6 separate regions of the Mus musculus genome follow, and all the other regions are linked to region 1. A link is a contact called in public promoter capture Hi-C data. All regions are on one chromosome and are shown on one strand. Each heading gives the region's core, a stretch centred on a gene start, on an enhancer-like site or on the middle of the called end of the contact. The rest is flanking DNA. Distances are from core to core; before and after follow the strand shown. Region 1 holds the start of Thoc2l (THO complex subunit 2-like). Region 2 holds the start of 4930542N06Rik (a long non-coding RNA gene). Region 3 has its middle 47 kb from the start of Gm26519. Region 4 holds the start of Gbp6 (guanylate binding protein 6). Region 5 holds the start of Gbp9 (guanylate-binding protein 9). Region 6 holds the start of Klhl8 (kelch-like 8).

The links. Promoter capture Hi-C pulls out the DNA fragments that hold promoters and counts their contacts. Capture Hi-C pulls out chosen DNA fragments and counts their contacts.
Region 2: a contact with region 1 is called in a promoter capture Hi-C map of pancreatic islet. The contact joins the promoter of 4930542N06Rik here to the promoter of Thoc2l in region 1. A contact is called at or near these places in 6 of 39 promoter capture datasets (the 3T3-L1 cell line, the C10 cell line, cranial neural crest and 3 more), 2 of 115 datasets of contacts at active chromatin or transcription factors (astrocytes and large pre-B cells) and 3 of 9 other capture datasets (adipose tissue, liver and pancreatic islet).
Region 3: a promoter capture Hi-C map of liver shows a contact between it and region 1, with 3 times the contacts expected there. The contact joins the enhancer-like site here to the promoter of Thoc2l in region 1. A contact is called at or near these places in 7 of 39 promoter capture datasets (the 3T3-L1 cell line, 3T3-L1-derived adipocytes, cranial neural crest and 3 more), 1 of 484 Hi-C or Micro-C datasets (bone marrow-derived macrophages) and 1 of 115 datasets of contacts at active chromatin or transcription factors (bone marrow-derived macrophages).
Region 4: a contact with region 1 is called in a promoter capture Hi-C map of liver, with 6 times the contacts expected there. The contact joins the promoter of Gbp6 here to the promoter of Thoc2l in region 1. A contact is called at or near these places in 12 of 39 promoter capture datasets (the 3T3-L1 cell line, 3T3-L1-derived adipocytes, the C10 cell line and 6 more), 4 of 115 datasets of contacts at active chromatin or transcription factors (bone marrow-derived macrophages, cardiomyocytes, embryonic stem cells and 1 more) and 3 of 9 other capture datasets (adipose tissue, liver and macrophages).
Region 5: a contact with region 1 is called in a promoter capture Hi-C map of pre-B cells, with 7 times the contacts expected there. The contact joins the promoter of Gbp9 here to the promoter of Thoc2l in region 1. A contact is called at or near these places in 8 of 39 promoter capture datasets (3T3-L1-derived adipocytes, the C10 cell line, the HPC-7 cell line and 4 more), 1 of 484 Hi-C or Micro-C datasets (erythroblasts), 4 of 115 datasets of contacts at active chromatin or transcription factors (bone marrow-derived macrophages, effector CD8 T cells and memory CD8 T cells) and 2 of 9 other capture datasets (adipose tissue and liver).
Region 6: a contact with region 1 is called in a promoter capture Hi-C map of liver, with 2.3 times the contacts expected there. The contact joins the promoter of Klhl8 here to the promoter of Thoc2l in region 1. A contact is called at or near these places in 3 of 39 promoter capture datasets (embryonic stem cells, liver and second pharyngeal arch cranial neural crest).

The regions. Positions count from the first base shown.
Region 1 is chr5:104,505,482-104,510,232 of GRCm38.p6, reverse strand. It overlaps Thoc2l (THO complex subunit 2-like), which reads right to left and starts at 1,883. Exons shown (of 8, transcript NM_001166581.2): 1 at 1,662-1,883. Pkd2 (polycystin 2, transient receptor potential cation channel) reads right to left here. Exons shown (of 15, transcript NM_008861.3): 15 at 4,414-4,751.
Region 2 is chr5:105,412,296-105,417,046 of GRCm38.p6, reverse strand. It overlaps 4930542N06Rik (a long non-coding RNA gene), which reads left to right and starts at 1,871. Exons shown (of 2, transcript XR_389449.3): 1 at 1,871-2,795; 2 at 3,563-3,761. Lrrc8b (leucine rich repeat containing 8 family, member B) reads right to left here and starts at 1,272. Exons shown (of 5, transcript NM_001033550.3): 1 at 1,135-1,272. Gm32051 (a long non-coding RNA gene) reads right to left here. Exons shown (of 2, transcript XR_389452.2): 2 at 3,125-3,994.
Region 3 is chr5:105,352,040-105,356,790 of GRCm38.p6, reverse strand. No RefSeq gene overlaps it. Among named protein-coding and RNA genes, the nearest start is that of Gm26519, 47 kb to the left of the region's middle. Within about 2 kb of position 2,515, at least 31 of the 459 cell types and tissues checked have an H3K27ac peak or open chromatin away from gene starts, as enhancers often do. A contact at or near this core is called in liver, where this site is marked.
Region 4 is chr5:105,290,992-105,295,742 of GRCm38.p6, reverse strand. It overlaps Gbp6 (guanylate binding protein 6), which reads left to right and starts at 2,044. Exons shown (of 11, transcript NM_194336.2): 1 at 2,044-2,117; 2 at 4,717-4,751. The coding sequence starts at 4,723.
Region 5 is chr5:105,107,374-105,112,124 of GRCm38.p6, reverse strand. Gbp9 (guanylate-binding protein 9) reads left to right here and starts at 1,833. Exons shown (of 11, transcript NM_172777.4): 1 at 1,833-1,920.
Region 6 is chr5:103,908,351-103,913,101 of GRCm38.p6, reverse strand. It overlaps Klhl8 (kelch-like 8), which reads left to right and starts at 1,843. Exons shown (of 10, transcript NM_178741.4): 1 at 1,843-1,986.

The DNA.
Region 1 (4,751 bases), core at 634-3,133:
AACCATAAAGATATAAAGTGAATTTTAAAAAATTTGAAAAAACCAACAAATAAACTTAAGGGCAATTAGATGGACTGTATAAAACAGTCACCTTGTATCTGTCCCTGGTACCTTTCTAATAATTTCACTCTCCAAGAAAGGTCCAGAAGTTTCTTAATGAATACACTTTACAGTATCAAATTAGGTATTCTGTTCAACACGGGGTTCTAGAAACAGTAACTATCCATGCTTCCTTGCTGTGGTCTGGTTATTGGTTTAGACCTATTCTAAGTGAAAGGAGAGGAAAAGGAGGAGGGTGGGAACCCCTAGACTACATACAGACATTTGATACACACGCATGCATGTCTCTCTACATCGGCAGTGGTAGGAATGAAACTCAGCCTACATAATATATAGGCATTTGATACACACACACATGTATGCCTCTCCATTACAGCAGTGGTGGGAATTAAACTTGGCCTACATGGTTTATTTTCATAATACCAGAATGTTTCATTTGGCTGACTATCCTGGTCTCTATTTTGTGATGTGCTTTCTTTTCTTTTGTGTTTTCTTTTACCTCTATGTCAGCAGTTCTCAACCTTCCTAATGCTGCAACACTTTGATACAGTTAGTTCCTCATGCTGTAGTGACCCAACCATAACATTATTTTTGTTGCAACTTCATAACCTACTGTTATGAACTGTAATGTGAACACGGTTTCCAATGGCCTTAGGCGACCCATGCTACTTACACCATCTTTTGGAACTACAAAGCTTGCTGGTATCAAAATAACTGTTAAGTATAAAGAAGCTAGCATCCCCATTTTGGCTTGAAATGAAGCGAGAGTATTTATATGAGTGTTTAAGATTAAGACGTCTTCTGCAAAGCATTCAAAAGAATAACTTCTGCCAAATATTTGGGCATATCATGAATACATGCCTTCAAATTTGTATAAAGTATACTGCAGTGTTTTCAGTACTCTATAAACAATCAACGTTCTTGTCCATGCACCTTGGCTGAGTTTCTTGAACTGGGGCTTCCCAGTTCAAGTTAACAATAATGCCCAGTGTCAATTTAAGCTGATAATATTCTGATTTTGGTTGTAAATATGATCCTGAAAATCTCCTACGGGAGGTAAATTTCTGAGGGCAAATGTAGCAGGCAAACCTAGGGACGGCAAAACACACTCCTAAAATCCTGGCACCCCGTCCTTTCTCTTAATTTAATCGCAACCACCTTCCCCGTATCCAGCATTTCCACAGCTTCAGAATATTGCAAAAAACTACTTATTAGAACCGGGTGAGGAATACTGAAGTAATTCCCGGTAGTGCTGTCAACTCTTCACTCCTTTCGCTCCAGTTCCTGAGTTTACTGCACCTGGCACACAGTTTAACTCTTCGGAGCTCGCGGTCCAGAAACCACCTACTGCCTGCGGGCCAGGTAGGCGTTCTATGTGCCCAGAGACGCTCACGGGAGCCACCAAATGCCGGGGCTGAGGAAGCGCCCGGTGACACCAGATCTCATTTAAGGTCTGTTCGCTTCAAGAACGCCCCGGAAAGACTCGGGGGTCTGTGGCTTTCCCCTGCGTGTGTTAGCACAGCCCGGTCCGCCAAGCCGCCGCCGAGCTGGACAGAGGCCGCAGCCCGCCCGCTCGCCTGGGGGCCGCCATGCCGACTCACCGCTCGCTCGCGCTCCGCCCGCGCCGCCCGCCGCGACCGCGCCGGCTCGCGCCTCCCCGCTCCAGCCGCCGCGAACCGCCTCTACGCCGCGGCTCGGGAAGGGCTTCACCGCTCCGCGCCCTCCTGACCCAGCTCGATAGGGACACCAACGACACACCGCCGACTCCACAGAGCGGTGGGAAACCGGTCGGGATCTCCTCGGCGTTCGGCTGACGTCACTGCGGAGGGACGGCGGCGGTGCAGCGAGTCCTCTGCGCACGCGCGGCCGCACTTCGGTTGCTGGCGGGGGGCGGGGGGCGGGGGGCGGGGGGCGGGGTGGGGACTGAGGTCGTTGGTCATCACTGCGCCTTTGTTAGAAAATGCCTTGCTGAGGTGACTGTGTGCACTGGCGGTTTCATTTGAATGTGAATGCTAAATACAAACAATTCTGAGAGCTTTCCGAAAATGATGTGGTTCAACTGGTGGAAAATCTGGTAGTGTACTATGGAAAAAGTCTGTTTATCTCCCAAAGTATGTTGCATCTCAAGAGAAGTCAAGGCATGAGTTAGGGAAGGACTAAAATACTTGTTCACTGTAGACAGCTGCCAAAATTTGTTCCCAACCAAGCCCTTAAAGCTATTTATAAAACTTTTTATCAGAAGGATGTATGTATGCATTATACAGAAACTTGGAAATATTTTATAGTTATTGCACATTGTACTGGGAGAACTGGGACATTGCTACTTGTGGGTGTCTGTCATGCTCTCTATCCAGTATGAAAAGAAGCTTTGATGAGGGGTGAAAGTTAAACTTCTTTATTTTTAGATTAAAATTCTTTTTAATTTAAAAAGGCATCAGGTTTTAAATACATTAAGAATTGAACTCATATTTTGACCCCATCTCCGAAAATTGTCATTTCTGTTGTTATCTGGTTATTATGTCGTGTATGTATAAAATCAATAAATTGTTCAGGAGTATATATCTGACCATTATGTTACAAAGCAACAGAAATACATAAAATCAAATGAGATGTGCAAATATGCATATATGTATCTCAAACACATGACTTAATAAGGTTTTTTTGATTCAATAGTAAGCTGTAGACAGATAGAGATGCACATTAAAAAAAATTTTTACCATGATCAGGATCCACTACATTGCCTTGCATATAACAGTAGATACTGTATAAGTGGCTTGGTCACTTTCCAAGCAATTATTTCTATTTAGATGTCTTTGCCCAATATGAAAATAATGAATGTGGGTGGGAGATTGTTCATTTTTCTTTCCCCAGCAACTATTTAATGCCTGCATCTTGGCAAGAGCTGCACTTACCTGCAAACATCATGATGTCATTTTCCTTTATCCTGTGGTGTATCTGTGCCACATTTGCATTGCCCGTCCATCACTCGAAGGGCATTTAGGTGGTTCCCCCTCGCTAGCTATGGTGAACAGAGCAGCAATGGACACTGCTAAGCAAGCATCTGTAGGAGGATGTCCTTTGGGCATATGCAGAGGAGTGGATCTGAGTCATGGTAGATTTACTTTTAGCTTTTTGAGCAATATTGAGCATGCATGGTTTCTTATATATGGTCCCCAACTGGTAGAACTATTTGGGAAGGATTAGGAGTTGTTACCTTATTGGATAAGATATGTCACTGGGGTGATCTCTGAGGTGTCAAAAGCACACACCACTACCAGTTAGCTCTCTGCATCATGTTTATTATCTAGATGTAAGCTCTGGGCTACTGCCTCACCGCCATGTTTACCTGCTTGATGTCATACACCTCACCATGATGGTTGTGGGTTTGAAAGACTCCGTGAGGAGCCCCTCGCTCAGGCGTCGGGACAATAGCGGACACCCAAGAACTCATGAGAGACCAGGCTTGATGTAAACCACATGAGGCTTTATTCGGGGAAAGCCAGAGCTCTGGGGACGACTCATATCCCACGCAGGGGTAGAGGATTCGACCACGAGGGGAAAGGCCAGTTTTTATAGGCCCTCAGGGGGGAAAGGAGAAGGGAGGAGTAGGGGGTTTCCAGAACTAAACAATGTCTATTCTCAAGAAATGGGTATGGGAGGGGTACAAGGAAAGAGTCTGGTGCAGGTGTAGCAACTCAGGATTGGCCCGGCTGTGGTTGCTGGGAAGATTTTCCGACTCTTTCTCAGCAACCAATATCACAAACACCTGGCAGTGAGGTGCAGCAGTGGGCACACACCTGGGTTCAAGGAACGGTCAAAACATTGGCAGACACACGGGTTCAAGGAGTGGCCAGAGCATTGTGCACCTCTATTTTTCTAAATCAGTGAAGCTAGTTCTGCTAACAGTGAAATCTATCTTGCCAATTTCAGGGCTTCTGTGACCTTTTACATTCTGTCAGGATCTTTCAGGCTCACCCACTGTAAGGACCAATAAACTCTTTCTCTATAAGTTGCCTGGGTCCTGTTTATGCTAGAACAGCAATTGTAACTAAGATAAAGGCTATTTGGTACTCCACTATACAGGCAATTGATTCACGCTGTCCTGGAGTCTTTGTCCTAGGTTATACTTCTGTGAGTAGTGGGGGTAGCGGCGGGGGAAGGGGGGGAAGTACCCACCATGCATGACAGGTAGACTGGGAGTCTAAAAGTTTACATTTAGTGTAAAAATGTATAAATGTGTTACTTGTATCATTCCATGACACAGAAAATAAGGTGCTTTCCCAGGGTTTATGCTATGATAAAAGGCAACCCCCCCTCTTTTTTATGGAAACAAACGTGTTTTTAACACCATGGTACTATGTCAAGTCTTTATTAAGTAATGTACACATTATTACAGTTAAGAAATTGTTGATGTCCAAAGAACCTTGTATATGTGAAATCTTAACTATACCCTTAACAGAGGGGAGACTACCAGGAAGGTGACTAGGGATAAACTTCACAGGACTAAAGTAGAAAAATATATGAACTTATATCTAAAGGGAAAAAAAGGAGAATTCTACAAAAGTTTACAAGTTAAATGAGAAACACTGTAATAATAAGCATCATAAAAGATGTTCTAGTGACCATAATAGGCATACGGCACATGGTCGATACACATGGATACCACATAATTAATGCACTTCAAGTTGAAG
Region 2 (4,751 bases), core at 622-3,121, 910 kb before region 1:
ATCCGCAGCTCAGAACACAGTACTGTGCCTTCTTAGGAAGCGGGATTTGTTCATTTTGAGTGTACTGACACTGTAGTACACTCTCCCATATATACTTCAGTCATACATTTAGGCAAAAAACACAGATGTCCTGGAAAGCAGTTATTGTTACTATTATCATTGTCATATGCAACAGTAGTAGTACTTTGGAGGGCACTGAAGCCCCAACCTTGCCTTTGCTAAGCCTGTTGGGGCTACACTCTCAGTCTCTAATTTCTTAACGGACACTGAACAAATTATCTAAATTGGTTTCACATTTACGATATTTTAAACGTTCTCTCTTATTTTTATATAGCAGTTGTTTTTGTTTTGTTTTGTTTTGTTTTTTCCTGTTAAGTTCTCAGACAAGACCAGAATGTATTCAAGAAGTCCATACGCTGGTATTGACTTTTAAATTTAGGTTTGTCCTCTGGGGTGGGGGTGCAAAGGGATCCTAGTGGTAGTTTTTCTAACCACACATCAAAGTCTTCCACAAACACATGACTATAAGCAACCTACGGACTTTGGGAAGTCAGTTGAGGACACGGATTACCGAGCCTCTTCCTTCTGACCTGTCAGCACCTGCAACCTAGGAGGAGGAACCACCGAGTCTTTAAATGGAAATCAGTTGACCCCTTCCAGCTCAAACGCTAAAATCACAGCTGTAGGCCAGTAAATACCCCAGAGCATAAAATGTCGACAGGAGGCTCCAGGGCAGGGGGCAAACGGCGGGGACCTGGTGTGGACCCCCTCGAGCGAGCGCCTTCACTTAAGGGGAGACCAGGGTGGAGAGGGAGGGCCTTTCCCTTCGGGGGCGGGGAGGGGGGTGGTGGATACACAGGTGCGTGTTCAGCCGTAGGGACAACGAAGGCACCGCCTGGGCGCGGCCGCCCCCTCCTCTCGCCCCATCTGACCCCAACATCCAGGAGAGGTGCCCGCAAGGGACCGCGCCCTCCTTCCCCCGGGGGCGTGGGAGCCGGGCGACCGCGGCTTAGCAGGTGACTGTGCCACCTGCCCGCAGCGGGAGACCCAGGTGAGGCGCCGCCAGGTAACAGCACCTGCCCTGCCGCCCCCACCTGCTGCTGCGCTCCCCCTTCCCCCGCCGTCCCCGCCTACCTTCGTGTCGGAGCCCCCAGGCCCGCGCTGCCCGGCCGGCCGGGGCGAGCCGAGCGGCCGGCGCCCGCACTCCGGCGGCTGCGGCTCAGCGGGAAGCCCCGGCGCTGCCCGGCTCGCCGCCCCGGAGCCGCTCCATTGTGACGCGGCGCGCGCGGCCGGCCAATGGGCGCGCGGCGGCGCGAACCGCTGACTAAGTTCGCGCGCGGAGGAGGAGCGGAGCGCGCGGGCTGCGCAGGCTGCGCAGGCGGGAGCCGGGGACGCGCAGCGCCGCCTCCGAGCCGCCCTTACCCGGATCGCTCCGCCACCCGGCCCGAGAGTCCACCCGGCCTTGGGACGAACCGCGGGGGCCGGTGACTCACCCTCCTGCTGCACACAAAGCGCAGCTGCCACCTCCCGGAGCCAACGCCATGCGGCCGCCCGGATGCACTCGCCCAGCCTGGCATCCGCGGTGCATGGCAGCCACACGCCTCGCCAGGAGCTGGGGCTGCATTCCAGAAACCCAGGAGCCGGGCCTTATGGCCGTTCCCCAGGCGCTCCACCCCAGCAGAAGACCCCTGCCTTCTCACGTGTGCACCCCTGAGAAACTTGTTATTGACACAACTTACTCTACCAGGAAGGGTGGGGTGTGCCGCGCAGAGCCTGCCTTAGTGAAGTCCCTTTAACGCTCTTTAAGTCGAGTGACTGGAAAGGTTGTAGGGCCCCTGGGAAGGAGGAGAAACTAAGCAGCTTCTGGGCCTCCAATACCATCTTTTTCTTTCCAGTGTCTTTATCTTCAGCGTGAGGTGACAAGATAGAGGGAGTACACATAATAGTATTTCATTGAGGATGGTCACCTGTCCCCCATCCACATTCTTCTCCTGTTAATGGCCCTGTATTTGAAGAGTAACAGTGTGCCTTGCAAGTTAAGCAAAAATTTAATCCAAATTCAGAACTCTGGGCTATTTAATAGTTCTATCCTCCTCCTCGAATCTTTAACTCCCCCACACCCTCCCTGTTCTGTTTTAAGCTCAGTCTTTGTCCAGGTTATTTCTAGCACAAGGATTCAATTCAGCAAGATTTGTATCTCTTAGTTGCTATGGTGTTCCCATCCCTAGGTAACAAAACACTCCCAGAGGAGTAAAAGAAGACAGCATTTGAGTCACCTGATCAGTTGGGCACCCAATACCTCCACACACTACGAAGGTGTGGAAGACTGCGCTGTATCCAGTAGCGACCAGTCATATCAGAACTCCAGCCCGAACTGCCCTGGAAGTCACTGCTATACCCGGTCCTTGTCCAATTCACTCTGAGTGGCAGTTGCATTGAGTCTGAAGCAAACATTGAAAACACTGTGAGGACTAACGGCTCCACAGCTAAGAGCACAGACTGTTCTTGCAGAAGACCAGAATTCTGTTCACAGCTGCCGACAACTCCAGCTCCAAACGTTCTGACACCCTCTTCTGGCCTCCAAAGGCATCCACACATATATGCACCTACATATATGTGCTCCCACACACATGTGCACCTACATATATGTGCTCCCCCGCACACGTGCACCCACATACGTGGCACACACACTGCACACACACACATCTTTTTTTTTTAATTCTTTCATTTGAACATACAACATATTGTCATTAAATTGTGTGTATGACCTTGTGTACACATTTGTAATTCTAGATGTAAGTATGGCCCTCAAACTGCTTACCACCTGGACAAAGAGGTGTTTGTTTTTTTATTTTCTTGTTAAGATTTGTATTTTTATGTGAGCATACTGTAGCTGTCTTCAGACACACCAGAAGAGGGCATCCAATCCTGTTAGAGATGATTTTGAGCCACCACGTGGTTGTTGGGAATTGAACTCAGGACCTCTGGAAAAGCAGTGTTCTTAACCACTGAACCATCTCTCCAGCCCCCAGACAAAGAGTTTTTTAAGTATCAGTTTGAGGGGGAAAAGTAAGTGCTGTAATAGAATCAGAGTATTCTAACATTATAAGCTGGACGTTTCTGATTTTTTTCTTGGCTTAATGTTTGAGAAGGGACATTTCCTCCTCCAAGACCCTAATAATGTTTTCTGTCACAACAACATGGCTGCTTGTGTGACTTTGGGGAAGTTACTTAACCCTTTGTGTCCTCGTCTCTACAGCCAGAGATTATAAGCTTGGTGGTCAGTTTAAATTCAATGGGGATGCATATTAAAATCGGCTTCCTTGTTTGTAGCTCAACCTATCAATAGGAAGCAACGGAGATCAAGTTCATTCAAAATGTGTTACGTCTGGCAAACCCCACAGATGTAGCTGTTAAATGTGATTGCTGTTAATACATTCCTAATTTTCATCAGCAAATGATGGCAGTTCTTATTACGACAGTTGTAGGAGCCAGATAGAGGACTTTGTACTGCTCTGGAAACTCCTGGGCTGTCATTCAGGTTTTTCCGTTTTTGCTTTAGGCTCCAGGTGCATCATGGCCTCAGCTGCTCTCAAATCTGAAACCTGGCACATCAGCATCATCTTGGCCCTTAAAGAACATATTTGGTGTCTTCCTCTTGCTTATCTGCTCTGGACGTCATCTTAAAATGGTGGTTCATCTTCTCGGCTCTTCAGACAAGCTGTAGATTAGAGAAGCCAAAATAAAATGATCTAATTTTCTGCAATGCCTCACTCTTTCTGGCGGTAGGGTCTTTCCATTCATGTGACAAAGGGACTAAGACCAGAGGTGTGTGTGGTCAGTTCCTCTGTATAATTGATGGTCACTAAAGTCACAGATGTTAGAAAGTAAGGGATTGCTTCAAGTTTGTCATCTTATAGGTAGGTGAACTCAGTGACCCCAGGAAGGAATTTCCTAACTTGTGGGATTGGCAGGTCTCTCTTGTGTTAGTTTCCTGGAATAAAACAGAAAGGTCTTTGAGCAATATGTAAGCTCCACACCATGTGGCTGCCTTGATGAGGTGAGTTTTCTCTGCTCTTGGAAGAACTTTGGGTGGTTTATAAGAGACAGAATAGTATCCAGCATTAATAGTTCTTTCTCCAGAGGTCGGAGGGATGGCTTAGTGGTTAGTGAGATGACTTGGTGGTTAAGAGCACATGACTCACAACATCGTAGCACCAGCTTCAGGAAATCTGATGCCTCTGCCCTCCTCAAACACTTGCACTCATGTGCACCCCAACACACACACACACACACACACACACACACACACACAAGTTAAAAGTCAATCTTAAAATAGTTCTTTTTCATTTTAGTAATTTTTCAATTTCTGTGATAACGAGAAATCCTTTTTTAAAATGAAATATAGATCTGATAGAGGTGAAGACAGAATACCAAAGCAGCTATAGTAATGAATTATCTTAAAAATATAGACCCTCTTCTTGTAGAGACGGTATGTTCAGAGGGCACATCATCTCTCTCTCCTACTCCTCCTCTTCCAGTCTCTCGATATACAGCCCTGTATATACACGGTATACTCGCTATAGAGCCTGTATATACACGGTATACTCGCTATACAGCCCTGTATATACACTGTATAATCACTATACAGCCCTGTATATACACTGTATACTCACTATACAGTCCTGTATATACACTGTATACTCACTATACAGCCCTGTATATACACTGTATACTCACTATACAGTCCT
Region 3 (4,751 bases), core at 1,266-3,765, 850 kb before region 1:
ACAGAAACTTATTTCTTAGTTTTAAACCCCGGGACTTCAAAATCAGAGTATCAGCATGCTGGTGTCTGAGGAGTTGTCATTTAGGTTAATGACCACTGACTTATGGTGTCTCCTCACACTATGGGAGGGCCAGTGAGTTGTCTGGGGAGATTTTGTAAGAACAGCAGTTACAGCCACAAGACCTCTGCACTTCCCACTTAAACATCTCATGAAAGGCTCCACATCCTGTGTAGTTGAGTCTAAGGACTGAATTTTTGAGGAAGTCAAAGGTTTACTCCATTTCAGTGAGTGCTTGTGATCTTAGACTCAATCTCAGAGACATGGATTTTACTGAGTTGGAGATTTGATATTTATATATATTTTCACAAAGTTCACAGAGGATTTGAGGACTCAGGTGACAACCTAGGTGGATGCAATCAACAGTGGAGTAGTTTCAATGGAAAAGTTATTTCTATCACAGAAGAGGTAGAAATATTGTTGTTCTACCTATAGGGTTGCAGACCCCTTCAGCTCCTTGGGTGCTTTCTCTAGCTTCTCCATTGGGGGCCCTGTGTTCCCTCTTATAGAGGACTCTGAGCATCCACTTCTGTATTTGCCAGGCACTGGCATAGCCTCATATGAGACAGGTATAACAGGGTCCCTTCAGTAAAATCTTTCTGGCATATGCAATAGTGTCTGGGTTCAGGCACAGGTTTGATCTATTAAAACCCAGGGCCTCTCTAAAAAAATGTGGTAGAAATACTATCACTGTTGTTGGTCCTGGCTAGATGGAAGGGGACACAGAATTCCACTTCTAGCTGAGGAGTCACAGCTACTGGTGGGGGCTGAGGGAGTCATGTTTTTATTTTTTTAGTGTTGCAGCCCCTGGTGGGATGACCACCATACAGTGAATGTTATACACCCAAGAGTGTATGGGCTGCAAACTATACTTAGTGCCTTGTCTGGGGACAACTCTAGTCCTGCATGAGAACTCAGTAGCTGTGCAGAAGGCAGCTGACCACTACAGTGGGTAGAAGGCCCAGTGACTGAGGCTCCCCTCAGACATGTTCCAGAGGCTGCTGATGCTCACACAGCCTGTGAGAAGGAAGTCATTGTTGTCTTTTCAGTTGTGAATAAGTCACATTTTTGATTCTTGACTTATTCCAAGTCTTAATACACCAGAAACTACTTCTCATGAGAGGTAGTCAAACTGACATTTTTACTAGGTTCTTTGAAAATTCCTTTCTGTTTTTTCCCATTTGGTCACATCTCTGTACATTTTCCTTGTAGGAATCAGTAGTAGATAAGGAGGTGATTTGTACAGAAGAATGAAGAGACATCTGTGATCACCAAGGGAGAGCTGGTCAACTTCAGCGGCTCTCAGAGAGAATTCAGCCCCTAAGGTTTCAGTGTCTGAAGGTCGTGAGGGAGAAGACTGAGCATGACTATTGAAGGGTGCTCAAGAGAGGAGTGAAGGTAAAGAGCTGGGAGCATGGGGGAGGAGTGAGGGTGAGGAGCAGGGAGCACAGGAGAGGAGTGAGGGTGAGGAGCAGGGAGCACGGAAGCTATGAGGTGAGCATGAGGAGGTGTCTGATGGTGTTGACACACTACAGCTCCTGAAAAACCTGAGAAAACAAAGCACCTTACCCTCTTTTCAGCCTTGAGAACCAAACTCAGGGACCTGAATGATGACCTATTATACCACCCAAGATCATGTATGTGCATGTGTGTACATGTATGTGCCTGTGTGAGTGTGTATGTCTGTGCACTGTATTGTGTGTGCATGTATGTGTGTGTGTGCATGTGTTTGTGTGTGTGTGTGTGTGCATGTCTGTGCACTGTACTGTGTGTGCATGTATTGTATATGTGCATGTGTGTTTGTGTGTACTTGTGCATGTCTGTGCACTGTAATATATGTGCATATGTGTGCACATGTGTGTGCATGTTCATGCTCATGTGTGCAGCAGGCCTGTATACATTCGGTTGAAGTATAGAAAGACTTTAAGAGTGCCAAGCATATACTTGCTATGAAATTGTGAGTCTGCTAGCAAACACAGAAGCTCACAGTCAGCTATTGGATGGATCACAGGGTCCCCAATGGAAGAACTAGAGAAAGTACCCAAGGAGCTAAAGGGATCTGCAACCCTATAGGTGGAACAACATTATGAACTAATCAGTACCTCGGAGCTCTTGACTCTAGCTGCATATGTATCAAAAGATGGCCTAGTTGGCCATCACTGGAAAGAGAAGCCCATTGGACTTGCAAACTTTATATGCCCCAGTACAGGGGAATGCCAGGGCCAAAAAATGGGAGTGGGTGGGTAGGGGAGTGTGGGGGAGGGTTTGGGGGACTTTTGGGATAGCATTGGAAATGTAAATGAGGAAAATACCTAATAAAAATATTAAAAGAAAAAAAAAGAAATTGTGAGTCTGGGGGTTTGACTTTTGAGGATTCACCCTCTAAACTGAATGCTCTTCCAGCTTAGCAGAGTTGCCGGGCAGCCAGAGAGACAACCCTGACAAAGCTCAGCCCCTGAAAGGCATTTCCTGGAACATGATTCTGATGCAAACTGAAAGCAACTGAGCTGTTGTGTAAATGAGGCATTTCTAGGAACTCAGTTGCATTTTGTGTCAGCAAAATAGGAAAGTGATTTTTTTAAAGGCTCCAACAAGATATCCAACTACAAAATTAAAGTACAAAGGTTATTAAACTACTTACTCTGGTGAGATTTTTCTTCTTTTTAAAAAGTCTCTGTGTCTTTCTCTTTCTCTGTTCTGTCTCTCAGTTTCTTTCTTGCTGACTCTGTCTCTATGTGTGTGTGCATGCTGTGTGCACACACGTTTGTATGAATGCGTGCATGTTCATGTGTGTCTCACTGTGATGGAGGTCCTTGCTCTCCATGCTGTGTGAGGCAGAGCACCTCTTTTGTTTCTCAGTATTCTTCTGCCGCTGTCACGTGCCTTGCCACACTAGCACTGAGGTTGCATATGCACACTGCAGCCTCACATGGCCTCACATGGGGATCTAATCTCAGGTCCTCAGGCTTGAATGGCCAGGGATCTACAAACTAAGCCATGTGTCCACACCCCAGATACTTCTGCAGAGTGCTTGTAGACACTGCATTTTACACTGTCATACCTATGTGTCACATCTAGAAAGGCTTCCTGGCATGGGTGATGGTTTTGGTTGAAAACTTCACTGAAGTCTCAGAACTGTCATTGTGACTCTTCAGTGTCTGCTGTTTCCCTGCCCTCCACAGTTAAAGCCTCCCACAGGGCTTCCAAAGTCAGTGTGGCTGTGTGATTTTCAGCTGTCTGTGTTCGTGCACAGTCTTCCTGTCATCTCTCAGAGAATAGCTACTGAGAAAATATAGTAAAAAGGCAAAAGGAGAAGTTTATTATTTTAAGATCCAATGTAAATTCTTGATGAAAATGTTTGTAACAAAAGATTTATAAAATCTCTCAACATACCTTCAGAGCAGGGCAGGGGCATGAAAAAGAATATGAAAAAAAATGAAAAAAAAAAGAATATGAACACCAGAAGAGACCTGAACAATGAAAGAGTGATGCCTTAGTCCCATTAGAGAATGTTTTCATGGTCAACAAGAGTGGGAAAATAAGGTAAAGGAGAGGGTGCAGCCAAGCATAAGGGGTTGAGAGCCTGTGGGTTCCCTCACTTGTGACAGTCAGAGTCTTTAGAATAAATGGCATTCCAGATCTTCAGTGAGATCCCCACACTTGTCTTTGAGTTTTGGGGTCTCCTATTTGGAAGTGAGGTTCCCACAAAGTAATGAACTCAGTTCTGTGTCAGCTGACGCCATTGTTCCTAAGCCTAGGGCCACACTCCTGAGCACAGCATCTTGTCTGCTGCAGCAGGCTTCAGATCTGGACCCAGCAGCTTCTATGTCAGCCTTTGAGCTCACTCAGGCACCACAGGAAAATGGAGGAGCCTTCGATTTGCCTTTGCTTTTGGTGGGCATGTACTTAGAGACTGCATGTTCAAGTTAGAACCAACTTGGACTCAGTAGATGAGAGAGTCCTTGGGAAACAAGTGTGTTAGTGGATCTCTGAGAGCAACATCCCAGGAGGGGGAGGGCAAGCCCATCACAGGGATGCTAACTCTGCTTGGAATTGGCTGTATACAGGGGGTGAAATTGCCTGTTGTGGGAAAAAGTGCTTTGCTAGTCTCCTTGTGTTCTCACAGAATCCTTGGAAACAAAATAGAATAAAAAAAGAAAAAAAAATAAGTAAACTATAAGAAAAGAAAACACTCCCCGACACCATACAAACAAAACCAAACAAAAAACAAAGCAACTTGAGGTAAAATGTCTACACAAATACCAATGATCTCCTTTTGTGTTAGCCATCATATGCTGGGCATGGGTTCTACCTGTAAGTGTGGTTTATTACCCACTGTCTCCTTTGGAGAAAACAGATGTTTCCTTTGCAAGCAGATGTCAGTTGGAGATACCTTCTTGGTTAGGCATAGAGACTGTGTTCAGGACCCATCTCAGCACTGGGATCCCCTCTGACTTATACCTGTGCAGGTCCTGTGCATGCGTCAACTGTCTCTGAGTTTATATGTGTGTCAGTCTTGTGTCTGAAAGACATTTGTTTCCTGTTGTTTTCCATCACCTCTGGATCTCACAATCGTTTGCCTCCTCTTCCATGTAGTTCCCAGAATTCTGAGGAGAGCGTTTTGATGAAGATGTCCCAGTTAAGACTGAGAGTTCCAAAGTCTCTCCCTGCCTGCACATTGACCAGTTGTAGGT
Region 4 (4,751 bases), core at 795-3,294, 790 kb before region 1:
AGAACCTGCTGACATGAACTTCTTCCCAGTCCTGGTGTGGACTCTGTGAGCGTTCTACCTGGGCCTGCAGATGGGTGGCCGTGCTGACACATCAGATGAATAGCCAGAGTTCACTGAAGTTGAAACAAGGTAAGAGTTTATCTCCATGCCACTGACCTGCTCCTTTGTCCCTTCATCACTCTGAGCTCTGCACCTAATGTCTAGGAGAATAAATTAAGGACCTTGAAGCTAGGTGCCTGGATATGGCCCAGTCTGATGAGTTAGAATGCCGGGTCTAGTCTCTACAGCACACTAGGCCAAGGCAGTTCCATGTGGAAGAGGTTTTATTGTAAGGGAGAGACAAGGTAGTGGCAGAAAGAGAAGGGTGAGAGAGAGTGAGGAAGGGGCGTTCTCCTCATTTATATGGAAAATGATGTAACACAGGTGAGTCAAGTGGATGTTGGGAATATGGTGCCTGTTGTCTTGGCAACCAGTCAGAAGGTAGCAGGTCATGCTGTCGCCTATGTGATGTCACAGGTTTGGGATGTCCTGATGCCAACACCGCCTCTAAGGGGTACTCCCTTGTTTAATCCTTCCTGTGAAATCACAATGGATCACTCTACAGCTCCCCCCTGCTTTGTGTTTCATCCTTTACAAATGGTGTTCAATCTCCCATCAGGGACAAAGTTCAGACCCCAGTCTGCCTCCCTAAGGGCTCAGAAATTAAAGCTTTCATTTTTCAGCTTCCATCTCTGAAGTTTTCTTAGCTTCTATATTGAACACAACTCCTACTTACTATTCTTTAATTGCTTCTTTTAAAATCAGGTTTTAAAATTGACTGTTGTGTTTTATGAAAAGAAAAAGAAGTCAGGTATATGTTTGGTGGCTGTCTGGTGTCTTAGTTAGGGTTTTACTGCTGTGAACAGACACCATGACCAAGGCAAGTCTTATAAAAAAACAACATTTAATTGGGGCTGGGTTACAGGTTCAGAGGTTCAGTCCATTATCATCAAGGTGGGAGCATGGCAGCATCCAGGCAGGCGTGGCACAGGCAGAGATGAGAGTTCTATGTCTTCATCCAAAGGCTGCTAGTGGAAGACTGACTTCCAGGCAACTAGAGTGAGGATCTTAAGCCCACAACCACAGTGACACACCTATTCCAACCAGGTCACACCTATTCCAACAAGGCCACATCTCCAAATGGTGCCACCCTCTGGTCCAAGAATATACAAACGTCATACCTGGTATGTTGAGGTGAAAAGGGGTACCTCTGAGGGCCAGTGTTGAAGCATTACCTTCTTCCTGAGGTACCAGCCACACAATTGTATAGTATAGAATACAGTTTATTTAAGACATGGAGAGGGGAGTTGAGGGGTTAGTAGAGACAAAGAAAGAGGGATAGAGAGGGGAGGAAGGAGGAGGAGGGACAGAGAAGAAAGAGGGTAAAAAAGGAAGAGAGGACAATTGAGCAAGAGAGGGGGGTATGTGAGGGTACAAGCAGCCCCTTTTATAGTGAGTCATGCCCACCTGGCTGTTGCCAGGTAATTGTGGGGCAGCCCAGAAGAAATGGCAACAGGGATGGTTCCTGCTTTAGAAAACACATGTTTAAAACATTAAACATGTTTGATCAGAAAGCACTGGGAATTTCCCCTGAGAGAAGCACACTTGCAATACTCCCGGATTTTGTAATTTCCACTGATGGCTGCCTGGGTTTTACTGTGCTTTATCTGTGCCAAGAAGGCTGGAGGAAACTGGAAATGGGTTCCAAGGAAAGAGAAGGTAAACAGATTCCACAGTGGAGGCCTGCTGTCCCTTGGCTGCAACAGAGTATCACACTGGCTTTTCGGGATAGACAGGAACCTCTGACCTCCCTTTCCAGTCTTGGCCAAGTTAACATGGCCTATTTTATTTTACTTTCAGTTTTGTTTCTGCTGCAGCATGTGATTTCTTTTAACTCCTTCTCTCTCTCTCTCTCTCTCTCTCTCTCTCTCTCTCTCTCTCTCTCTCTCTCTGTGTGTGTGTGTGTGGTCAGCTTACATAAAAGAGGAGCAAAGAGAGCAGGAGGGAGGAGAGCAGAAGGGAGCCTGAGGAGGCAGCAGCAGCTGAGAACTGCACTTGGACCTGTGCTGTGGGACCAGGTATATTTACTTTTCCTTTCTTTAAGGAGCAACTTAGTCTGGACCTCAGCTTGATTTCCAAGTCAAAGGGGCAACTGAGGGAGGGGGAAGGGAGGCAGATTATGAGCTCTCTGGTCTGCAGGGGGCTGTGGCTGGCTTTAGGTCTAGGAGGTCAGTTTCTTTCCTCTGATAAAGGACAGATACAAAGTGGCAGCCTGACACTGCTGGCTGCCCTGCTCTGTTAGACAAACTATGGGAAGAGCCCTGGTCCTGCCTCAGCTGGGACCACAACAGCTCCTGCCCTGGTTCACAGGCAACTGTAGGCAGAGGAAAGTCTCTGTGGAGGAACCGTGTGAGGAAAACTCAGCACAAGAGCTTGGCAAACATCTATCTGGAAATAACTTAGTTCCTACCTCACTGACTTTGAATTAAGTGTAAGAAGATAATCCAGTTCTATATTGATGTTTATGTTGTATGTGAGATGTAGAGATTACGTAGTGCTATGTGCATTTTGTTTGGGCTGCTAGTCTTATTTCATACATGGAACTAAGCTGCAGAGAGCCTGGTTTCTGGAGTTAAGTGACGTCACCTGTATCTAACTTCTGGAGATTCTGCACATTCTCCTTCCTTGGCATAATGTCCTCATGCTCATCTGGGACTGAGGGCAGGGCAGGGGAGGCAGGTTATGTGTTGTCTGACCTGTAGGAGTCTGTGTCTAGCCTAAGTCTATTAAGGTCTACAAAGTTGTGTACAGTAGTTAATTTTATTCCCTTCTTTGGCTGAATAATATTCTATTGTGCACATTGTCAGACTGTGTTAATGTATGCATCTGTTGGTGATCTGTTGGTGGGAGTCTGGGCTGTCTCCACAATGTGGGTATTGTGAACACAGCTGCCATGATCACTACAGCTCAAAGGTCCATCCAAGTCCTTCTTTGCTATTTTGTTTGTGTTGTAATCAAAGAAGAGCTGTTAGATCAGACATAAGTATTGATTTTCTCAAAAGCGAGGACTGTTTCCCATGAGGTAATATTCTGTATTCTTAGCCACAGAGTACAGACACCTGAGTTGTCTAAATTCTGGGTTACATGGATTTGTTTTTGCTTTGTGTGGTAGCTGTCCTTGTGTGTATGGTTTGATTGGCACTTCCTCAATATTTGTCAAAGACATGTTATAAGAAACAATGGGTCTATAGAATTGTTGTGCAACAAAAACAAGTAGTTCTTAAAAATAACAGCATTCATGCTTAAACTGTAAACATCAGCAAAACTAAGTAAACAATTTCAAATAAATATGTATGTTAACCCAAAGCAAGCTTCAGCCTCAGTAAGCTCTAAGAAGCCAAATCACACATGATCATGTGACTCTAGACTCTTACACCATGTCCCTCAGCATGGCAAAACAGAAATAGTGTAACGGAAAGTTTCTTCATTTTGCATCCATGTTTCCCTAATAAAACCTGATTGCCATTCTGTCCTGGGAACAGAGACACTTCACCTTTCACTCTGGTACATCCCAATTTGGACATTACATCTTTTTCAAGTAAGTTTATTTAAAAATTTTATAGTTTTCTCATACAAGGTGATTTGCAATATTGAGTACTATCTTGTGTGCTCATGGACATTTGTAAGCCTTCTCTGAAGAAATTTCAACCCAGTGCTTTTCTCAGTTTAGAACTGAGGTGTCTGTGATGAATTGTAGAGCCACTTTGTTTCAGATAGTAACCCTTTATCACACATGTGATTTACTACAGGTCTTCGTCACCCATTCTTGGGTTGCCTTTTTACACGCTGTATAGAATGCTCTGGTGCACGAATTTCTTAACTTTACAGAGTGGATTTTTTTCTATTTATTTGCTCATGTTGAGATTTTGTTTTCATGTTCAAGAAATAATCCCTACTTGAAACACAAGTTAGGTAAGACTGAAACCAGGTTAGCCCCAGGTTAGCCTGCTGTAGTTAAGGTCTGCATTGCTTCCTGCAGTCAGAACCTGTGTCAGGTGGGGTGCAGGTAGGCAGTAAAAAGTCAAACAAGGACTCATGTAAGTCCCACCCTTTAGTCAGCTGCACATCTCAGTGTTCATGTAATTCATGGGAACTGTTCACAGTTTCTACATATTTTTAGCCATCTTAAAATCTATTCATGGAGATACCAAGGGCCTAGAGCTCACGAGGCTGCCATTTTGCTGTGCTATTCTGGTTTTGGCAACTTGCTTTTCTCATTAGCAGCATGGTAGAATAATCCATAACATGTAAGGACTTTAAGGTTTTTGAGGTCACATACTAAGGGTGCTCATTACAGGGCTTAGCATATAGCATGCAGTGACCTTGCTTAAGGCCATTATTTTTTGGATTTTATTCCACTGAAGCAAAACTTTATAGATGAGAGCAGCCCATGTGTTATTAAAGCTTCTTTAGAACTTTGAAGAATAATGAAGAAAGAGAAGCAGGCCCTCTGTACTGCAGATTCGAGGTTACATGCTGCCATTTGAGGCTATGCGCTGCCAACAGGAAACCTACAAAGGTCACCAACTGGTCTTAGCTGCTGAGCCATTGGGTGTCTGTGAGGCAGAGAATGACTTTAAACTCTTTCTCCTATCATGGATTCATCTACGTTGGCAGGTTGCTATGACCCAACCACAAATGGCTCCCATTTG
Region 5 (4,751 bases), core at 584-3,083, 600 kb before region 1:
CCCACAAAGCCACACCTACTCCAACAAGGCCACACCTCCTAACAGTACCACTCCCTGGGCCTGGCACATACAAACCATCACACTGGTAGAGGCAGTACTTACTTGGGTAGGAATGATGAAAACGAGGCCTAAAACACTGTACCACTGCTTAGTGTAACTCCCTTTCGCTCATCCTCAGGAGGCAACGCCAGAGCTGAAAGCTTCAACAGGTCCACAGAGTATAAATTTATACTCTCCAGATGGAAATGTTCTGTCTTTGACCACCCAGTATTTAAAAAAAATATTCTATGGCATAGTTACCTGACAACAATCATGGTACAAACATTCTACAGTAACTCAATGTTTTCTGCTCTTACATCTTCACTAGTATAAGTCTTAGGACCAGGAGTCAAGGTCAGAGGATTTGTGAGTCTCCTTTTTAAGTCATATTCTGGTGTGGTACTGTGCATTGAGTATTTCATTGTCGCACATTATTTGGTACTTTTGTTTCTTTCTATACAGAAATAGGTATTTGATAATATTCATGATGAATAGAGAGAGAGTTCACTGAAGTAGAATTAAGGTACCAGTTTACCTCCATGCTGCTGACCTGCTCCTTTGTCCCTTTATCACTCTGAGTTCTGCACCTAATGTCTAGGAGAATAAATTAAGGACCCTGAAGCTAGGTGCCTGGATATGGCCCAGTCTCCAAGGGGTACTCCCTTGTTTAATCCTTCCTGTGAAAACACAATGGATCACACTCTGCAGCTCTCCCCACTGCTTTGTGTTTCATCCTTTACAAATGGTGTTCAATCTCCCATCAGGGACAAAGTTCAGATCCCAAACTGGCTGCCTTCCTAAGAGCTCAGAAAATAAAGCTTCATTTTTAAGCTTCCACCTCTGAAGTGAGTTTTCTTAGCTGCTACCCTGAACACAACTCCTACTTACTATTCTTTAATTACTTCTTTAAAAACAGTTTTCAGAACAACTGTTGTGTTTTCTGAAAAAGAAAAAGAAGCCAGGGATATGTGTGGTGGAGGTGGGGTATGGTGAAGTGGAAGGTGGTATGGGGGGTGGGGGCATGCTGAGGCATCCTGTCCTCCTGAGGTACCAGCCACACAATTGTATAGTATAGAATAGAGTTTATTTTGGACATGGACAGGGGATTTGAAAGGGTAGTAGAGACAGAGAAAGAGGAACAGAGAGAGGGAGACAGGAAGCAGGGAGAGGACTTGAGAAAGAAGAGGGTAAGAAAGGAAGAGAGGAAGATCTCAGGGAGAGAGATTGAAAGAGAGAGAGAGAGAGAGAGAGGGAGAGAGAGAGGGCAGAGTGGACAAGCAGCCCTTTTTATAGTGAGTCATGCCCAGCTCGCTGTTGTCAGGAAACTGTGGGACAGAGTCCAGAAAGAAATGGCAACAGTTATGGTTCCTGTTTTAGAAAACACGTTTAAAACATTAAAGCTCTTCACTCAAAAAGCACCTGGAATTTCCCCTGAGAGAAGCACACGTGCAATCCTCCCAGATTGTGTCATTTCCACTGATAGGGGTCTGGGTTTACTGTGCTTTATCTGTGCCTAGAAGGCTGAGGAAACTGGAGATGGGTTCCAAAGAAAGAGAATGTAAACTCTTTCCACAGTGGAGGCCTGCTGTCCCTTGGCTGCAACACAGTTTCTCACTGACTTTTCTGACACTAAGCATCCTCTGACCTCCCCTTCCAGTCTTGGCCAAGTTAACAATGCCTTGGCTTACTTTACTTTCAGTTTTGTTTCTGCTGCATCCTGTGTGTGTGTGTGTGTGTGTGTGTGTGTGTGTGTGTGTGTGTGTGTGTGTGGTCAGCGCACATAAAAGAGGAACAAAGAGAGCAGGAGGGAGGAGAGCAGAAGTGAGCCTGAGGAGGCAGCAGCAGCTGAGAACTGCACTTGGACCTGTGCTGTGGGACCAGGTATATTTACTTTTCCTTTCTTTAAGGAGCAACTTAGTCTGGACCTCAGCTTGATTTCCAAGTCAAAGGGGCAACTGAGGGAGGGGGAAGGGAGGCAGATTATGAGCTCTCTGGTCTGCAGGGGGCTGTGGCTGGCTTTAGGTCTAAGAGGTCAGTTTCTTTCCTCTGACAAAGGACAGATACAAAGTTGTAGCCTGACACAGCTGGCTGCCCTGCTCTGTTGGAGAAGCTGTGGGAAGAGCCCTGGTCCTGCCTCAGCTGGGACCACAGCTACAGCTCCTGCCCTGGTTCACAGGCAGCTGTAGTCAGAGGGAAGTCTTTCTGTGGAGGAACCCTGTGAGGAAAATTCAGCACAAGAGCTTGGCAAACCTCTATCTCGAAATAACTTAGTTCCTACCTCACTGACTTTGAATTAAGTGTAAGAAAATAGTCCAGTTCTCTCTTGATGTTTATGTTGTATGAGATGTAGAGATCACGTAGTGCTATGTGCATTTTGTTTGGGCTGCTAGTCTTATTTCACATGGAACTAAGCTGCAGAGAGCCTGGTTTCTGGAATTAAGTGATGTCACCTGTATCTAACGTCTTAGGATTTTGCACATTCTCTTTTCTTGGCATAATGTCTTCATGCTCATGTGGGACTAAAGACAGGGCAGGGGAGGTAGGTTACTGTGTTGTCTGGTCTGCAGGGTCCATGGATAGCCTTAAGTATATGAAGGTCTATAAAGTAGTGTGCAGTAGAATTTTATTCCTTTTTTTTTTTTTTTTTTTTTGCTGAATAACATTCTATTGTGCATGCTATCAGACTGTGTTAATGTATGCATCTGTTGGTGATCTGTTGGTGGGAGACTGGGCTGTGTCCACATTGTGGGTATTGTAAATACAGATGCTATGATCAATACAGCTCAAAGGTCCATCCAAGTCCTTGTTTTCTAGTTTGTTTATGTTGTAATCAAAGAAGAGCTTTTAGGTCAAACATAACTATATATTATCTCAGAAGTCAGGACTGTTTCCTGTGAGGTAATATTCTGTGTTCTAGGCTGCAGAGTACAGACACCTGAGTTGTTTAAATTCCAGGTGACATGTATTTGTTTTTGCCTTGTGTGGTAGCTGTCCTTGTGTGTATGAAGTGATGCTTTGTGATTTGATTGGCACTTCCTCACTGTTTTTCAAAGCCACGTTATAATGAACACTGGGTCTGAAGAATTATTGAGCAACAAAACCAAGTAGCTCTTAAAATAACTTCATTTATGCTAAACCTGCAAACATCAGCAAACCTAAGCAAACAATTTCAAATAAATATATATGTTAACCCAAAGCAAGCCTCAGCCTCACTGAGCTATAAGAAGCCAAATCACACATCATCAAGTGACTCTAGAATCTTTTTTTCTTCTTAAATTGGGTATTTTTTACATTTCCATTTCCAATGCTATCCCAAAAGTCCCCCACACACTCCCCCACCCACCCACATCCACTTCTTGGCCTTGTCGTTCCCCTGTACTGAGGCATATAAAGTTTGCACGACTAATGGGCCTCTCTTTCCACTGATGGCTGACTAGGCCATTTTCTGATGCATATGCAACTAGAGACAGGAGCTCCAGGGGGGTACTGGTTAGTTCATATTGTTGTTCCACCTATAGAATTGCAGAACCCTTTAGCTTCTTGGCTACTTTCTCTAGCTCCTCCATTGGGGGCCCTGTGGTCCACCCAATAGCTTACTGCGAGCATCCACTTCTGTGTTTGCTAGGCCCCGACATAGTCTCACAAGAGACAGCTATATGAGGGTCCTTTCAGCAAAATCTTGCTAGTGTATGCAATGGTGTCAGCGTTTGGAAGCTGATTATGGGATGGATCCCCAGATATGGCAGTCTCTAGAAGGTCCATCCTTTCGTCACAGCTCCAAACTTTGTCTTTGTAACTCCTTCCATGGGTGTTTTGTTCCCAATTCTAAGAAGGGGCAAAGTGTCTACACTTTGGTCTTTGTTCTTCTTGAGTTTCATGTGTTTAGCAAATTGTATCTTATATCTTGGGTATCCTAAGTTTCTGGGCTAATATCCACTTATCAGTGAGTACATATTGTGTGAGTTCCTTTGTGATTGGATTACCTCACTCAGGATGATGCCCCCCAGGTCCATCCATTTGCCTAGGAATTTCATAAATTCATTCTTTTTAATAGCTGAGTAGTACTCCATTGTGTAAATGTACCACATTTTCTGTATCCATTCCTATGTTGAGGGGCATCTGGGTTCTTTCCAGCTTCTGGCTATTATAAATAAGGCTGCTATAAACATAGTGGATCATGTGTCCTCCTTACCGGTTGGAACATCTTCTGGATATATGCCCAGGAGAGGTATTGCAGGATCCTCCGGTAGTACTATGTCCAATTTTCTGAGGAACCGCCAGACTGACTTCCAGAGTGGTTGTATAAGCTTGCAATCCCACCAACAATGGAGGAGTTTTCCTCTTTCTCCACATCCTCGCCAGCATCTGCTGTCACCTGAATTTTTGATCTTAGCCATTCTGACTGGTGTGAGGTGGAATCTCAGGGTTGTTTTGATTTGCATTTCTCTGATGATTAAGGATTTTGAACATTTTTTCATGTGCTTCTCTGCCATTCGGTATTCCTCAGGTGAGAATTCTTTGTTCAGCTCTGAGCCCCATTTTTAATGGGGTTATTGGATATTCTGGAGTCCACCTTCTTGAGTTCTTTATATATATTGGATATTAGTCCCCTATCTGATTTAGGATAGGTAAAGATCCTTTCCCAATCTGTTGGTGGCCTTTTTGTCTTATTGATGGTGTCTTTTGCCTTGCAGAAGCTTTGCAACTTTATG
Region 6 (4,751 bases), core at 594-3,093, 600 kb after region 1:
ACTTTGTCAGATTGATTACATGGGTACCGGACAGAAAACTATCATTAATTTATTAGCATAAAATGAGCCACGGAGCCAAGGCCAGGAAAGGAAGACACCAATGTGTCTTGGAGGTAGAGCACAGGAGGTAATTGCTTTTTGTTTCCGTTTTTTTCTGTTTTGGTTTTTTTAGACAGGCTTTCATTGCTGTAGCCCAGGTTAGCCCGAGGTTATCATTATGTAGCCCAGGCTGGTCTGGAACGCTTGCTCTGCCTCCTGAATGCTGGGATTCCACAACTCCTGGTTCAGAGAAGTTTAAACAAGTAAGACTGGCATAGAGGAAGGGGATGGTCAGAGTCCATGAGTGGGCAGACAGGGATACAAGCCAGTGAGGTGCTGCAGCAGGGAGGTGATTGTCTTGATGGTTCATTTTCACGCTGAGACGTTCCGCAACTCTGTCCAGACTTTCCTGCTGCTGCCTGCAAGCTTCATCTCCTTTACAGATGAAGATGAAATTGTCTTCTTGATTAAGTTTTCCGAATCCATTTGCAGACAGCATCTGAAATGTTGGTGGAGGTTTAAAGCCTTTTAATCCAGGATTAGAGGGGGAGACTTAAAATATAAAATGCAAATGCCGACTGGGATTTAACATTACCGTTTATTCCCACCCAGTGCAATCAGATAATTACTCAGGAGGTGTCATCACATCCTTTCTGGTTTTAATTCATAGAGATCAGGGTAGGGGAGTCTAATATCCTCTGTTTATGAACCAGCTTGTGTATTCTCAAATGAAGCTAAGAAAAATCTCTAGATTTAGAAAACCACATGCTTCGTTTCTTTTTAGTTTATCTTCACTTTATAGATATGTAAAATAATTAGGTGAAATTGTTGTTATGGATGTATCCCTCTAAGGACAGGTCCTTGTCCTGGCTGCCCCGCTCCCTCGTTTTTTCCCCATTTGCTATGAATATTTAACTTTAAGATTTATTATTATTATTATTATTATTATTATTATTATTATTATTATTATTTTTGCCTGAACCCGCTATGCCAACAGAAATTCCTCTCTAGGTCCAGAGTTGTAGCAATTTATTCTCACTGTACCGAAATACGTGACCAAAACCACTTGAGGAAGAAGGATGGATTTGAGCTCTCTGTTTCAGGGGACTTCGGATCCTCATTTTCGAGGAGCCCTGCAGAAGTGGCCCTAAGGCAACGGTTCCCACCCGTGGGTGATGTTTGAGCAGGTTCTGGGACCTTTGGGGTCTAGCTGGCACAAGCAAACCAGTGCAAGTGAGCAGGTGATGACACCTGTCTCCTTCAGGCCCAGCTGGAGTCTCTGTGGTTTGCCTAGGCTGGATCCAATTTGTATCTTTATATCTCAGCCACAGGAACAGCTGACCTTATCTTCCTGCACCAAGCCACCTGGTCTATGGCTACATTTCGAATATGCTTTGAAGATTCTGGAAGCTTCAGAATGCCCTGGAAAAAAAGAGTTCAGGGAACTATCCTAATATATGCCCTTGCTCTTTTTCCCTACATTTCCAGCAACTTTACTGAGAGTTTGCCTTATCTCACCAGTTTATACTAGCAATTGTGTTTAACACTCGGTATTTAGTTCAATTACTTCCTTGCTTTGCAGACACAAGCTGTTTTGTATACATTTTGCAGAGCATGAGATAAAACTGATAGGAATAGCTATAAAATCTGGGATATTCCCCACGCAGGGGATGAATACTGGGAGGGATGGAAGGGAAACGCAGGCGCGCTCTTCAAAGAGGCAACAGAGAACTACATTTCCCAGAGTGCGGCGCGCAGCACGCTCGTGCCTCACCACCCCGCCCCGCCCCGCCCCGCCCCCGCGGCTCTCAAGAGCGCTCGGCCGAGCCGGGCACGAGCGAGCGGTCGGGCCGGTGAGCGCGTCCCCGGGGTGTCCAAGCGGGGCTGGCGCGGCGCCGGCGCGGAGCGGGTGTGGCGGCTCGGCCTGCGCGGCGGCCGCGGACAGAGGTAACCGCTGCGTTATCCCGCGCGCGGGTCTCAGCCTGGAGCGGTCACCCGCGCTCGCGTCGGTGAGGAGCTGCCGGGCGGCGCCGGCGCCTTCCCTCGGGGAACCGAAGGGATCCGGGCGGGCCTCGCGGGCCGCGCTGTCCTGAGCGGCGGCGCAGGTGCTCGGGGTCCGGGTTGGGCGACTTCAGGGGTGTCCCCCTCCCGGGGTTCGCGGGGCTCCTGCAAAATCCGTACCCGGCCGGGTGGCGCTGCTCCAGGCTGAGCTCGTGGCTTGCTCCAGGGAGGGTCCCCGATTTGTGGACACAGTTTGGGGTTCCCAACCGTCTCCCGGGCTTGCACGGCCCTGATGTTACGGTTTGGGGAGCTTGTTACCTTCCTTTTCCTGCAGGCAGTATTTATTATCATGCATTTCGTGGAAATCCTCGCAGTTTTGAATATTCTTGCCAACCTGCTTTAATTGCCTACCTTTATATTTTGCTTCTTACCTTAAGGTATTAGCGTAGGCAGATACTTTGGGCAATAGGTCTTACTTAGAACCTGGGTTGCCACAGTAATTAACCTGCCAGGTACACGTGGGTTTTTTTTCTTTTTTTCTTTTTTCTATTTAATGCTGTTCTCTCTCTCTCCCCGCCCCCCCCCCCCTCGTTAATTGTTTTCAGTCTTGTTTCCCCATCTTCCGTGAGCCCTGGCCGTGCTAAGGGGCGGGTGGGGTACGTTTAGTTGAGCAGAGACCCTCTGCTAGTGCTACCAGAGCTTGTGAACTGCGTGCAGGTAGCTTTATCATTAGCCTTTGCTTCTCTGCCTGCTTTCTCCTGGCACCTATTTTTTGGTTTGTCAGTCAAACCAACTGACCTACTTAAAACTTTAGTCATGTTGCCTTGAAAATACCAAATAGTTGGAACACAAGTATAAAAAGAAGTCACAAGATGCTGTATTCAGCTGTATGCGCTTGGATTTATATTCATTCTTATATTTTTCTACCCCTCCTCTCCTATTCTACCCCTCCCCCTCCACTCTACCTCCCACCCCCCAACCTTGAGCATGCCGGGAGAACACACTACTTACCACTGAGTACATCTCCAGTCTGAATTTTTACGTTTAAAACTATTCTTTTAGCATTTGATAACTGTTAGTGCTATTAATTTGTAACGTTACACATTCCTTAATAAATTCCAAATCCTAATTTGAAGTCACAGCGAAAGCTAACCAGAGTGTATAATTTCCCCATTCCTACAGAAACCCAACCTCCCTGTTGTAAAGTCCCTCGTGGTATCAGAACCTACACTGATGTTTCATGATCTCTCAAAATTCTGTCCTTTATGTTAGGGTTCAAATAGAGTGCTTGCCTAACCTGGGTTTCATGTCCAGCACTGCACAAACTGGATGTGTCGGTGTGTACCTGTGATCCCAGTACTTGAGAGACAGGAGAGCCAGAAGCTGAGAGTCATCATCAGCTACACTGAGTTTGAGACCTGCCTGGGCCTGTCTTGTCTCAAAACAGCAGCAGCAAAATCTAAACAAAAGGCTAAAAATGGGTATTTAAGCTTTTCCCCTCCTTCCCTTCTTCCTTCCTTTCTCTTCTTTCAGATTTTCGAGATGGCATTTCTGTATAGCCTTGACTGACCTAGAACTAGCTAGCTCTATAGACTGGCTGGCCATGAACTCAAGAGAGATCTCCCTGCATCTATCACCAGAGTCAGCATTGGCATATGCTACCACCACCCAGCTTAAGCCATTTCTTATGTCTGAATTTTCAACAAATAATTTATTTTTGTATATAAAGAGTTAAAAACATGAGCAGGAACAAATGTTTCCTAAAAAAACAAAAAGCCATGATTTTTAGTGGTAGGCTTTTTAGTATAATTATATCTTTCTCTGGAAGAAAGTTTTATATTAAGTAATGAAATAAGAGGAAATCGGATATTCAAATCTTCTAATTAAAAAACGTTTTTGCAGTGCTGGAGATTGAATACACTAATTGCTGTTTACTGCGTCCTGGGCCAGCATCTCATGTGTGGTCGGTCAGCCTGTTTGCTCTGCTCTGAGGAGGTATAATAGTGGACTGAGCTCAGGTCTGCAATTAGTTCTTGGGTTAAAATCCCTGCTCTCCACTCATTGGCTGTTTAATCATGGCAAGTTGTTATCTGAACCTGTTTCCTTAGCTGGGGAAGAGGGATAAAAATACCGCCTGCCTCTGTCTTCCCGGAATTGTGAGGATTAAGTCGTTATTGTATGTGGGGGCCATTTTACACTGCATATTCTTCCAGCCCCAGTGCAGTTTCCTCCCTGGTGGCCAGTGCTGTGTAGACATTGTTGCCTTCGCTTTGTTGCTGAGGGGCCGGTGGTGCAGGAGTTTTAATACTTGACTGTGCCTCTGCCTGACTCTTTGCTTATGATTTATTTAATTGGTCCCTGCAAACTAGACCTAGAAATTAGGAAGGACTGGTGACACCTTGGAAACTCCCCCACCCCACCTCCGACCCCCCACTCTGAACTCTGGTCTTCCAGGAGTCTAAGAATTAGTTCTGTGTCTGTCTCTGTTTGCTGGAGAGTAGGCCCGATTCAACAGATTCTCACTCAAAGTGGGTTGGAAGTCCTCTTCTTCTCAAAAGGTTTTTTTTTCCCTCTGTTACTTTGTTGTATTTTTGAGACAACATTCTGCTGTGTAGCCTGGGATGATTCTAAACTTCACATCCTCCTGCTTCAGCTTCCCAAGTTCCTGGGATTACAGTATTCACAATCACATCTCATAAAGTGACTGCATT